2 separate regions of the Mus musculus genome follow, and region 1 is linked to region 2. A link is a contact called in public Hi-C data. All regions are on one chromosome and are shown on one strand. The core of a region is the stretch at or near the end of the contact, and the rest is flanking DNA. Distances in the headings are between cores, read along the strand shown. Region 1 has its middle 65 kb from the start of Gm33125. Region 2 holds the start of Fdx1 (ferredoxin 1).

The links. A called contact is a pair of places that touch in the nucleus more often than the background predicts.
Region 1: a Hi-C map of the HPC-7 cell line shows a contact between it and region 2, with 3 times the contacts expected there. The contact joins the enhancer-like site here to the promoter of Fdx1 in region 2. A contact is called at or near these places in 4 of 39 promoter capture datasets (the HPC-7 cell line, HPC-7-derived erythroid cells, pre-B cells and 1 more), 1 of 15 datasets of contacts at CTCF or cohesin (the NIH/3T3 cell line), 5 of 484 Hi-C or Micro-C datasets (the G1E-ER4 cell line, the HPC-7 cell line and bone marrow-derived macrophages) and 3 of 9 other capture datasets (adipose tissue, embryonic stem cells and macrophages).

The regions. Positions count from the first base shown.
Region 1 is chr9:52,354,518-52,361,701 of GRCm38.p6, forward strand. No RefSeq gene overlaps it. Among named protein-coding and RNA genes, the nearest start is that of Gm33125, 65 kb to the right of the region's middle. Within about 2 kb of position 2,239, at least 28 of the 459 cell types and tissues checked have an H3K27ac peak or open chromatin away from gene starts, as enhancers often do. A contact at or near this core is called in the G1E-ER4 cell line, the HPC-7 cell line and bone marrow-derived macrophages, where this site is marked.
Region 2 is chr9:51,960,307-51,967,186 of GRCm38.p6, forward strand. Fdx1 (ferredoxin 1) reads right to left here and starts at 3,296. Exons shown (of 4, transcript NM_007996.2): 1 at 2,965-3,296. The coding sequence starts at 3,161.

The sequences.
Region 1 (7,184 bases), core at 989-3,488, 390 kb after region 2:
AGAAGGTAGGTGACTTTTTCCTGGGTCGTTTGGGGATATTAATTATCTAGCAAAAGTTAGCTACAGAAGTTAAAATCCAATTAATAAAAAAAGAGAGAAACATTATTTTGAAAGGTCAAAAGTCACGGGGATCAAGAGATTTTGGTAGTCTCTTTTGAACATTTAAACTAGTGCCCTCTCTATGCATCCATGTGCCTTCCCCACCCTCACATGCCTGATTAATGCCCTCTCTGTATGCATCCATGTGCCTTCCCCACTCTCACACGCCTGATTAATGCCCTCTCTGTATGCATCCATGTGACTTCCCTACTCTCACATGCCTGATACCTCTCTTTCTCCTCCCCCTCCCGCTGGGCTGCTTCTTCCTGAATTTGCTCTACTTTGTTCAGACCCAGTCTTTGCTATTATCCATCAAATACATACAGAACTCACATCCTTCCTCGCTGTCAATGAGGTCTCCTTATTGGCCAAGAGTGCCCAGAACTGTATTCAAACCCCAGCTTCACTTCTTATTAACCTACAAAGGCTTTCTTTTGTTTGAATTGGTTTTTAGACATTGTAGTTCCTGGGTAAATATAAAAATAATTTAAATATAATTACATTATGCTTCCAGCCCCTCAGAAAAATCATTTTGTGGTATAAACTTTTAAAGCTACTCTATGTTTTGGTTTGCTCGCACAAAAAACATGATTAATATAAAGGTGTCTAATGATTATCATAAAGGTTAGCTCAGATCAAAGATACTGTGCTTAAGAAGATGTCTGTCACATAAGCTCTCGATAGCACTGCCTGAAAAGCATCACATGGTTTTTACTGAGTTTTAAAAGCTTAGTCAAGACCATTTTTTCTAACTCTACTGACATTTGTTACTGTCCTCTCAGCGGCCGTTCTCAGCTCTCATGTGACTTTTGATATCACACAGGTGGCTTTGGCATAGTGAGAAGAGCCCTGAATTAGGCATCTGTAGTGTGGGATGGAGAGCAGGCGGGCCCTGTCACATACTTGCTAGATTCTGGTAGCTTGAACCTTCTGAGCCCATTTCCTCACAGCAGGGAGGCCACACAGACAGATGTTTTAACCCGTGCCACGTCCTGTTCCAGATTCATTACATGGATCTAACTTTTTCAATACCCTTTACAAACACATTCTGAGGAGGATGCTGTTATCTCTACTGTGTGGATGGGGACACTGGGGCTCAGAAAAGAAGATCTGCTTGCAATGGAGAGGTAGGACAGAAGGCCAAGCATGTGCCTGTGACCACCCCTCATGGAAAGGCTTGTGTTCTCACACGTGGCGTGTAAGGGGGTGCTGGGGGGAGGGAGATGTTTACTGTGTTTGTTTCATATCCCCGTGAGAATGTATACTTCCTCAGAGTATATGGTATGCTTTGGGTCTTGATCTCTACTCTTTTTCCTTAGTACCAATTTGCAATTACAATTCACATTTAATAAATTTCCTGTTGACTTAAATGTGTGCTTTCTCTTCTTTAGCTTTCTCTCCCGAGGGCTTTCTTGCAGCCTGTTACACGAGTGAGTGTCCGGACAGTGATGTCAGAGTGTAGTCACCAACATTAACCATGACACGACACTAATACTAATGGTAAAATCGAAGGCTGCCGTCCACATCCGCAGTAGCAGGCAGTGCGGGTGGATCGCCTCGTTTAGGAGTTGGCCGTCCTAGGAATTGGAAGAAATAGAAGCAGAAGATGAATTACAGATTGCACTTAACCTGTCTTACCGTAGATGGGGAAATTGAGTGCTGGAGTAATTGTGTAACTGTCTTAATGTCACAGGACTAACGGGAGGTGATTCTTAGAAGCCCTGATCTGAATGCTACTGTGTTCAAAAGCCTCCACCGTCTTCAGTTAAAGAGAGACAGGAAAGAGCACAACTGGCATTTCTTAGCCACCTTCTCATTTGTTGTTTTACAATAGTTCACTGTCAAAATTATAATTTTGTAAGTATGGTTTTTAGTTTGTGGTAAAATCCATCATTTAAGCCATCTTCCGTGTACCGTTAAAGTTTACTAAAACACAGTTTATAGCCATCAGCACTATCTGTTTTCAGAGTCTTCCCGTAGTCCACACTACAAACCACAATTGTTTGACATTAACTTCCTTTTCCCCCTTCACCCCATGATGTAAATATGTTTTCTTTCAGGATATGAACAAGACCATTTGAACTCTTGAGGGCTGTCTGGCTGAGAACTTTGGTCACAGAGGCCCTGGTGAATTCTGTACCATCTAGCTGCTAATAGCTGACTCACTGTGGTTTGGGGCCTCGAAGCTTGTCCTATTCTTTCACTTCCTATCTGATAGAGGGCCCTGGGGGACAGGTGGCTTATCCTACCTGAACCAGGCTTTAAAGATTTCTCCTGTCAATTCTCCTCTGTTGCAGCAACATCCTTATGGCAAGGGCGCAGAATTTATGAGTCATCAGCCTTATTTACTTCAGAGCGACTTATAATGGCAAAAGGAAATGGCCGAATTTATTTGACATGGATCCACTGATTCTCAGGGTGAGGACAGAGAATCCTTTATCTTCTAGGCAGAAAGCATCCATGTCTCAGTAATGAATGGAACTGCGATGAAGCGGTTGGGCTGTAAATCCTAGGCTTCATCCATTTGTACACAAGATCACCCTGAAGGCAACTGACAGCCCTGGATCTCTGCTCTTCACTGACCCTTCCCAGAAATCCCTCTGACCATAGATAGTGGCAAACTGCTCATCTGTTTTGTCCAGTTCATGAAATAAACACAGATTTCTGGCCATACCTCACAGATGCTTAATGTTGCATTCTACCTATGCTCTCTGCTCAGTGTCGGTCACCCACACATCCCACTTCCTACCCCTTTGCCATATTGTCTTCCTTTACATACACTATAAAGTCTGTGTTTTGCTGTCTAGCTTTACTGAGTAACCTCTTTGATTTCCCTATGTGCCTTCAGACAATCTTATGTTACTATGAAACCTTCATTAATAAACAATAAAGAGTTGATAATGGTTTTATAAACTTCTTTTGTCCTGGTTGTTATTGATATATAGGTCTAGTCTCACCTCATTTAAAACACTTTTGCTGAGTGACAGTCTGTGACTAAGAGTACCTTAGAGGCCCCAGCTTCTCCTTAGAGCCTCCAGCTTCTCCTTAGAGGCCCCAGCTTTTCCTTACAGGCTCCAGCTTCTCCTTACAGGCTCCAGCTTCTCCTTGGAGGCCCCAGATTTTTCTTAGAGGCTCCAGCTTCTCCTTGGAACACACACACAGAATCAGAGTGGAAATCGAGGGACAAACATGGTGGCTTCTAGAGGCAGAGACAGATGTTGCTTACGTTAGGATGTCATAATGAACAGAGTAAAATGCTTTTAAGTATTCTTTTCCCATGTTTTATAAATGGGATCCAAATCAGACAACAGTTGCATGTCATAATCATTTATACATTTTGTATATATTCCTTTCATCTCTTTTATTTTGTAGGTTTTAAAGAGAGATTGAGATTAATCACACATAATTTCTTGAAACCTAATTTTGCTGATTTCATATTTGAATGCTTTCATCTTTTTTATTATTTTAACTCCTTTATTTCATGTGTATGTGTACATATGGTCTGCATGTCTGTGTGTATGTATACTCTCATGTGTGTGTGCAGGTGTGTGTGTGTGTATGTGTGTGTATGGGTATAGGCACATGTGTGTGGAGGTTGAGGGAATGGTTGGCTCTTTTGAGATAACAGTTTTCCACTATAAAAACTGAGGCATGGCCTCACAATTGAACCCAGAGCTCACTAAAGCAGGCTTGCATCCCTTGCTCCAGAGATCTTGTCTCTGCATTTCACATACTGGAATCACAGGTAAGCTCTTTATGCTCACCTGAAATCTCCATAGGTACAGAGGACTTCAACTCCTGTCCTCAGATGACTAGAGGGCAAGTGCTTTAACCATTGAGCTATCTCCCCAGCCCCCATTTCATAGTTTTCTTAGGCATGCGTCTCTCTCAAGCATTCCATATAAAGTTATCCTTAAGTAGGAAGGCAGAGGATGTCCTCCGTGGTTGTCACCTGCCCCTGAGATCCAGTGTCTGGTTCCTGACTAGGGAATGTCAGAGTGGAGCAAGTGTAAGTCATTTGACCAACTCCTCCAGGAGAGTGACTAACGCAGCTCCAGCCAGACATGAGGCCTCTAACAGTCCAACCCATGCACTTTGTACTACAGAAAAACAATGAGAACAAGACTGTCATTTCCATCATATATGTGTTCTTCCTAACTATTGACTCAGGAATTTGACTCTGTTTTCTATGTATCCTCTGTTTGCAATGGATGAACCATGCTCTTTTTATGGTGCATAATATTACCCAGGATGGCAGTAATTTTGCATGCAAATGAAGTAGAGGGATCTGGGAGAGACTATTTGCATATTCATGGGAGTGGGGAAAAAAGAGCTGGCCTCAGAGCCTTTTCACCTGTGTTCCCTTTGGCTCTGAGACAACAGGCGGGCAGCTTGATGGCTATCGGGGTCATAGTTAAATCATCTCTAAACTTCTAAGACTTGCTCCTTAAAATCTAGCTTGCAATTCTAAAATGCTCAGCTGAACTAGGGTGTAGTTGGTACTGTAACAAGAGTCTTTTCAAGTTCTTCAGCTAATCTGATTTTTTTGCTGTTTTAAAGGTTAAAAATATATATACTTTATTTGCATAAAGTTGCAAAACAAACAATGAAAATTAAAAAAAGTGAAAATTAATATCCACAAGAGCATAGGAGACACGGGGTAGGAAGGAAAGAGGGATGGAAAGATACATCTAATTACATAATTTGTCTTTGAAATTATGTTAGTATTTAAAAAAAAATCAAACAACAAAGGCAAATAAAAAGATTTACATCTCCAAAGTGAGGAACACAATGAAACAAATCTAAGCGGTTCCTGATTTTGTGACAGTGATTTTAGTGGTGGTGGCTTAGAAGTGATACAAAGGACTTTTCTGATTGGCCAGTGGCTCAGGGTTTTGGCTTAGGAAACCAGATTAACTGCCTTCTGCCGTTAGGTTATCTTTAAAATATGACCCCAGGGCAATTGTGCTCAGTTCCATCAAGTTGAGTTAAAGAAAGAAAACAGAGCGTGTGAACATTCCTTTAATGGACTGACCCTGGGCTATTGAACATTGCCTCAGCTCATGAAGACACATGGCCACAGGAGGAGGAAGAGAGGTTGGATCTGAGAGATAGATGGCCTATGTCTGCTGCCACAGGGTAGAATACAACACAATCATTTCTTCTGATTTTATAAACACCACCTGTTAAGATACTTGTAGGATTTAAACTTCTTAGATGATAAAAGCCACATGAAACAAAATTAGATGACAGAGATAGACTTTAAGATGACATTTAGTAACTCTGCTGACTCACGTTGGAATAAACAGTCAGCCAAAAGTGTTCAATTCTTCCTAAAAGAAGCACTGGATGTTCTGGCTAGTTTTATGTCAATTTGTCACAAGCTATAGTCATCTAAGACAAACCTCCATTGAGAAAATGTCTCCATTAGATCAGGCTGTAGGCAAGTATTTTCTTAATTAGGGATTGATGGGGATCAGCTCAGCCCACTGTGGGTGGTGCCATCCCTAGGCTGGTGGCCTGGGTTCTATAAGAAATCAGGCTGGACAAGCCATGAGGAGTAAGCCAATAAGCATTATTCTTCTATGGCCTCTACATGGGCTCCTGGCTCCAGGTTCCTACTCTGCCTGAGTTCCTGTCCTGACTTCCTTCTGTGATGAACAGTGTGATGTGAGCATGTAAACAAACCAGCTAAATCCTTTTCACCCCAAATTGCTTTGGTCATGGTGTTTCATCACAGCAATAGTAACCCTCACTAGGACACTAAGTCAGATTCTCTGGTCATACATAATCATTGTCTTGCTTTAAGCCATAGAATAACAGAACCAGGCCTGCTGGGAACAGTGTAATTCTAGCTATTTAGGAGATTGAGTCGGGAGGATCACAAATTCAAAGTTTGCATGGGCTACAGAACAAGGCCATGCTAGGCAATTTAGTGACCACCTTACCCTCATGTCATAAAGGGCGGGGCTTTAGTTCTGAGGCGCAACAGCTGCTGAGCATGCATGAGGCCCTATTTTCATTTACCAGGACAGCAAATGAACAAACAAAACCTTTTCTCTGTATAACTGGGGTGTATATTTCTATATTATTTCAAGCTCATTAGAGTTTTTCTGTTTTTTGTTTGTTTGTTTTTGCACACACCTAGTTACAAAGTTTTTCTTTTTTCTTTGGCAGAGACTTGTATGTGAGAAATAATACAGCATGTATGATATAATAGGTTGGCGCTGTGTATTGTATGGTTTCTACATTGATATTTTTGGAGTCCTGTTAGATTCTTCACGTGCATCGATCATTTAAATTCACAAATAATCTAAGCAAATGGGTACCATTACTGTCTCTGGAAAGATGAAGAAATTGGGACTTTTAGAGGGTAAATGACCTGCGGGTTTTGTGGGTAAATGACCCACAGGCTGGGGACTAGGAACTCTCCAATTCAAATCTGAGTGTGCCTTACTTCAAAACTTGTTTTTTTTTTTTTTCAAAACTTGGTTTTAAATTGTCCTTTTAAGTCACTGAGTTTACCTAGGCCAATGTTGTTTATAAAATACAGAAATAGGGAGAAGGCACACATGGTAAAGACAAAGGGAAGATTTGCTATAACTTTAAATAAAGGCAGGATTAGAGCGGTAAATGGGAATGCAGAAGGCAGGAGTTATTTACATACTGCATTGTCTTTGAGAAAGACAACTCTTTGGCCAACAATGATATTGTGAGCTATGGCAGACACATAATGAAATGAAGACCCCAGGGAGTAGAAAATTAGGTCTATCTTCAAGTCACATTGTGATGACCAATGGCCAAACCTGTTTAAAATAGTATTAAATTTCTCTTCCTGTTGATGTACACTGTCCTTGTTCTACTTGGGAGAAATCAATATTCATAATGGAGCTTAGGAAATACACTGGAAGCCATTAAAGTGCTTTGTGGAAGGACTGGGGACACAGCTCAGGTGGGAAAGTGCTTGCCTAACATACCTAAACCCCAGTCTCATCCCCGGCAGCATATAAGTTCTAGGACCCTAACTCTGCACTCAGGAAGTAGAGCCAGGAGGATCAGAACTTCAAGGTCATTCTCAGCTACAC
Region 2 (6,880 bases), core at 2,046-4,545:
AGAGCAGAGAACTTAAGAGCCAGGAAAAAACAGCTTCTGGTCTCACTTCTAACAGCACTTTTACAGAAGTGACCATGGAAACCACTTCAATACGCAGGTAAAACAGAATAGTGACTCTATTGATTAAAGCATTAAAGTATTTTGTTTGTTTGTTTTACAGATTCCTACTTATTTCAGGCTAAGTTCCACTACTCCAATAGCCAAGGATGGCCTTGAACTTGGATCCTCCTGCTTCCATCTCCCAAGTGCTAGAATTACAAGTATGTCACCACACCCAATTTATGTGGTGTCAGAGATCAAACGGCTTCACACACACTACACAAGCACTCTACTAACTGAGCTACATCCTTAGGATAAACTGTTTATAATTTAACAAACTGAGAGAAACAGTTAAAACAGAGTGTTTTTATTCCTTAAAACACTATACACATGTATTTGACTAGAGTTAACTTCTGTCTACTCTCAACAACTGATTAGTCAATTGTACAGACCTTCCCACCCCAGCCCAGCCTCTGCCACATACACACAGCCCTTTCTAAGAGCTAGGTAATATTTCAAGTAGTGCAATAAACGTAATTCTTCTAAACCATATTCACCAATTAAATAGCCACTTGTTCTGCTCAACCCCAGCAGACACATTAACAAGGCCATAGTCCTGTAGGTCTCCAGGCTTCGTGGAGAAAAGCAGTGTTTCTCGACTTCCCTAATGCTGTGGCCCTTTAATACATTTCCTCGTGATGTGGTGAACCCCCCAAACATAAAATTATTTACACAGCTACTTCATAACTGTAATTGTGCTACTGTTATGAAATGTAAATATCTGTTTTCCAGTGGTCTTAGGCCACCTCTGTGAAAGAGTTATTTTACCCCACAAAGGGGTCTCAACCCTCAGGGTGAGAATCACTGCAGTAAAGTATAGCAGCAGTTACCCTTTCACTACATAGCCTGGGGCACTAGCAAGGGAAAAGGGGCAGCCTGTGGCTCCCTTCTTCCCTCATCACCTTTGCTCTCTGAAATGACTCATGAAGTAAGAACCACAGAGCTGCCAGCTGTAGCACTGCAGTATCTCACACGTCTGACACGCAAGAGGGTCCTGCCTCCATCCGCAGCAATACAAGAAGAAAGACTGACACCTGCTGTGCAGCACAAAACCTACTCAAGGTCTAGGTCTGGTTTTGCCAGCTGCTTAATATGGAAAACGCCCACTAACCTACCTATATACTTCTTGGGATTGTCTTAAAAGCACAGTGAAAGAAAGCCCTTTGTGATCAAATTGCTACAAAATATCAGAGTACTTGGGAACAAAAGCTTTCAATACTCACTTACTGAGAACTTACATAAATGTGGAATTTAAAACTCAGTTCCTAGAATTGCTGTCCAAATACAAGTGTGTACTTAACAGGAATGTCCTGCACTGGCAAAGCCAAGCACAACAGGCACTCCCCATGCACTAAGTACTTGAAATGACTGTAAGCCCGAAGCTTAAATACTTTTTAGCTTCACTTGTCTTAATGTTCAATAACCACATATGCCTGGGAGCTGCTGTGTTAACAGCAAAGGTCTGGATAATACGAGCTGGAAAACTTATTTAAGCTCTGTCAAGAAGCAAAGAATCCAAAACCTAATGACAAAATCGTGGGAACCAGTTTGCAAACGCATGTGTGTTCCCTTAAATAGTAGTCACACTGATTATGTACAATGTATGTCACAGCTTAAATCCAGAAAGCACCTGCCACAGAAATTAAGGCATCCATGGGTGAATGGTTGGAGGGGCCAGGAGAACTAGGACTGAATGGTCCTAACAATTTCCCTCTCACGTCATGCAAAATATCTGTATGTACAAATGTATTTGTATGCACAAATGTATGTACACACATTCTTGTTCCTGCTATAAATATAAGTTTTCTGAAGAAGCCGTATCTGCGTTGACTATTTTGCAGACTGATACACCAGGCACAAACATTTGTGTTGTGAAGAGGTGATTGCCACAGATCTAGAGACAGCCAAAGTTACCTTGAGTGAAGGCCTTTAATGGCCACGTATCACCAGACACTATTTCTGAGCTTCATGTTTACCAGGTAAAGACGTTTGGAACATATTATTCGGCTTCCGATCCAAATGCTATCTATGTAAGTTAGCTTTATATAATCCTGTGATCCACTTGGTGTCCCAGCAATATATTTGGCAAGTACATTGATTTGTGACTTTCTTTGGGACTGTGACTACAAAAGTTGAGCTAAGTTCTTCCACCGAGTAACATACAATCCAGGGAAACCTTAATCTGTGTTTCCAGACCAAAACCACTCTTGTTTCACTTTGAAGAAACTTTCATCTTCCCTTTGAAGTAACAGATGTGTTTTGCATTGACATTGACATTATATGATTCTCACCTTGTCCCTACACTTAGAAACCTGTAAGTAAATCTCGTCTTTAGTAAATCTAAGGGGACCGTGCTTTTGAGAACAAATATACCCAGTATCTCCACCCATGGTGGTGGTGGTGGGAATCTCTCATCTCTCTCTCTCTCTCTCAACATTCACCACAGAATTCTCTACACTATGACCCCCAGAACTGTTGCTAAGAGGCAGCTGCCTACTGAGCCCTCACTTTCAATCAGGTGCACGAGCAATGTTACCTTCACGGGGTCGTTTATCCCTTAAATCATCCTATAAGGGCTACACTGTTACCCTGGGTCAACAGGGCGGGTGTAAACCCTACCCTACCTGAAGTCAGCACAAAGGGCCAACACAAAGCAACCCCAATGGCGAAGTCGACAAGGACAACCCACCGAGGAAGCCCCAAAGCCAGCGCCCCACACCGCCCGAGCCAGGCCCAGAAGACTAGGGTCACGGGAAGAGCTCTCCGGCGCGGGGCCAGCAACCGAGAGGCGAGGCGGAAGGGAGTCGCGGGCGGAAACGCAGGCCGCGGGATGAGGGACCCATCGCCGCTGCCGCCGCGCCTCACCTGCTCCGCGCGCGCGCAGACACGCTCAGCGGCCGGCCGGGCCCGGCCTCTGCATGCAGGCGGGGACTCGGGGTCCACGGAGAGATGGCAGTTCCCGCTCCGGTCCCGCAGACCAGCAGCCGACAGCGGTCAAGGCCGCGGAAAGGGACGGAGGCGCAGGCCGCGCGCAGGAGTCGGGCGCCCGGAGCGGCCGCCATAACCCTGTCGGAAGGTTCCGGGTCCCGCGGAGTCCTGCGCAGTGCTGAGGGTCGGGTAGGTCCCGCGTGTCCGGCTGCGAGAGGGCTACACTCCCGCGAGCGCCCTGCGTGTCCTATAACCCGCGGCTGCGCCCCGCCTCGCCGCTGCCACGCCTTCGCGGGGCGGGGCCGAGCACTGTTCCAGGGATCTGGTTAAGAGTTCACCTTGAACTTTTTCTGCAGTCAGCTCTGCGCTCTGGAGCAATTACTCATCAAGGACTGACCAAAAAGCCACCAGATTAACTTTTGCCTTTTGCCATAGACCCTCAAAAACAAAGCAAATTATCACAGTTTCCAACACTTTAGAATACAAGTTACAGCAAAAGGGACCTAGGTTTTTCCTACACAGGACAGCAGAGAGTTATACAAAGTTTTAAAATGCCAATAGGCATTTTTATGAAGAGAGACATGCATAGGTAAAAGCATAAACTATCTCATAATCAATAATTTGCTATTTAGGGCTGCTGAAGAAAGCAGGTAATAACGGTCAGCCTGAACTGACAAACTGAATATATAAAATCCTGAGAAGTTAACAGGAAACTTTTCTTAAATGAGTAACTATTCAACAGACTTCAAAACTAGAAAGCCGACTTTTAAAACGCGCACGTTGTCATTGCTAGTACATTTTTGAAAGAGTTTTTGTGGTCAGATACGCAACCTCCAAACCTAAGTCCTATGTTGATCAGAGACCTTGGATAAATTACTCTTGGAGGATAAGAGTTTCCATGACTGCGGATAAGCTCACACTCAGGGCCACTCTGGAGGTTAGGTGAATTAGGGCAAGGAACTGCGTCACAGACCATGAGCAATACATACATCATCTTGAGCATTCCTGATAAGGTGCTGAAGGACAGAAGCACATGTTGCAAGCGAACTGAAGACAGTAAAAGACTACTTAAATATTCAAGCTGAGGCTGGAGACGTAGCTAGGGGTAAAGAATGTGTGTTGCCCTTGCAGAGAGCCTGGGTTCAAGACTCAGAAACCATAGAGCTGCTCACAACTCTCTGTAACTCCAGTTCCGGGGGATCCAAAACTTTCTCCTGGCCCCTCGGACACCAGGCATGCACATGGTACACATTAGATATAGATTCAGGCAGACACATACATTTGGGAGGAGAAAGGGTATTCTCAAGAGGCTGAGCACACGGCTCACCAGTTAGAGTACTTCTTGAGCTTGCACAGGATCTTATTTGGTTTCTCAGCACCCACTGCAGTTGGCTCCCAACTTAAAACTGTAACTCCAAGTTTCACAGTAATCCTCTGCCCTCGGGCCTCCACAGGCACCCACTGACATGTGGCATACACGTACCTACACACACATATTTTTAAATAAAAATATTTAAAAAGTAATACTTAAGAGGTGCAAAACTGGTCAGGTGTTAAGGACATTTGCCGCTCGTCCAGAGGAGCAGAATTCCGTTTTTAGCACCCATAGTCAGGTAGCTCATGCATGCCCAGAACATGCTCATTCTGACCCCATGAATACACATGCACACCTCAAGAAAATAAATACTTTTAAAATGAATATTTAAAGAGATAGTCTACCTGTATAAAGTCTCTCTAGAGGACATATGGATATTGAACCTGCAGGGTGTAGACATGATTACCTTAGTCTTTGGGCTAACATCATGTTTAAAACTCGGGTTAGAAAGGGGTGAAGAAATCCTGATGAGAAGGCTTTTGTTGTTTTTCAGTCCTAAACCCAAAACCTAAAACTTCATCAGATGATTCAACCATAGGAGAACTGGGCAAGGCATGCATTCCATCTCAGTCCTCCTGTAGAAGAACAAGCTTTGCTTGGCAGGGTGTGTATAAGGTAGTTGAGTAGTTTTATCTTAATAGTCCAATATATCAAGGCTTTAACTAGGCATTTAGAATAAGCTGGTGTTCCCAGGTAACTCAATATCAGCATTAGAATTCATGAAGCATCTTCATAGAGATCAAGGGTGGGAATTGTTCTCCAGACTTTGAAAGGCAGGTGAGGTCACGCTAAGGATTGAAGATATGGACATTCAGCAGAATTCCAGAAGAAGTGAAAAACATGCTGGCTGTGAACATAGATAAAGCAACATGGAATCATTGCAGACTTGCTTTTGCCCATGGGTCGCCTCGTCTATAAAGTGCCACCCCTCCATGTTTTACTCATGTCAAACCCACTAGTATTTTAATATTCTTGCTGTTACAAAAACCAACACCAATTGGGTAAATTATAAAGAACAGATTAAACTAAATAAGCCTAAATTGGAGGCTGGAGAGATGGCAGTTAACAGCACTGGCTGCTCTTCCAGAGGTCCCAAGTTCAATTCCCAGTACCTACATAGTGGCTTGCAACTGTCTATAAATGTAGTCTCATGGGATCCAATGCCCTCTTCTAGTGTGCAGACATATATGTAGACAAAACACCTGTAAGTCATCCTGAACATATCTCCTCAGACATTCATCATTCTTACGATGAGGACTGTAAAATCCTTCTAGCTTTTTGAAATGTACAGTGGAAAATTGTTATCTATAGCCACCTCACTATGAAACAGCATACCAGGACTGACTTAAGTGTTACAGTATGCATATTTATGTACACATGTGTGTGCATATATCATATATAAAAAAGCACTGCATGAAATCCCATTAGCATTTATGATTTTACATATATGTTGAAAAACTATAAAGAACAAAAATGTGGCATCTTGAGAGATAACCCAGATAGCTAAAAATACATGCTACTCTTACAGTGGACCTGAATTTGGTTCCTAGCACCCATGTTGGATAGCTAACAACAGCCTCTAATATTAGTTCTAAGGGTTCAAATGCCCTCTTCAGTCCTCACACATTTGGAGACTGGGTAGTCCAAATTCAAGATGCCAGCAGGTTGGTATGCAGTGAGAGCCTAGTCTCTGCTTCTGAAATGACACTTTATAGCTCTGTCCTCCAATGAAAGAAAGGGTTAAAGTATCTAGTTCTAGTCTATCTAGTTCTATTAACCTTAAAAAAAAAAAAAGAAAAGAAAAATTATTATTTGAGTACACTATAGTTGTCTTCAGACTCACCAGAAGAGGGCAGCAGATCCCATTACAGATGCCTGTGAGCCACCATGTGGTTGCTGGGAACTGAACTCAAGACCTCTGAATGAGTAGTCAGTGCTCTTAATTGCTGAGCCATCTCTCCAGCCCCTATTAGCCTTTTTATAGAGTTATCAGTGCCATCTGTCAGGGCAAAGCCTTCATCTTTTCCTAACAGCTCCATCTGACCCTTTAACCAGTCTTCTGTTGGCAATTAAACTTCTTGGAAGGAACACATTCAAACCACAGCACTTTAACCCATCTTTCCCAGAATGTCAATCCTATTCCTCTGAATGGATCACATCCTCTTGCACTCAGTATCTACAATACCTTCTTTATTATCATAGATCGTAGCACATCCCATGTTTCCAATGGGATGATGCTTATAAAATGTGTGGTGTAAAGAATACAAAGTTGTAACAATTCTGTTTCCTGAGTTCTGGGGATCCATGGCACTTTTAGTTCTGATACAAATAATGTGTGCTGCCTCTTTAGACAGAATCCTCCCAACTTCGTCTCATTTGTCTTCATGTCTCCAACACTTGGCACAGTGTCCTGGGCATAGAATACATTTGACAATGCCTTTGTTAGGAACTGTGCTAGGAATCTCCATAGTGTTTAGC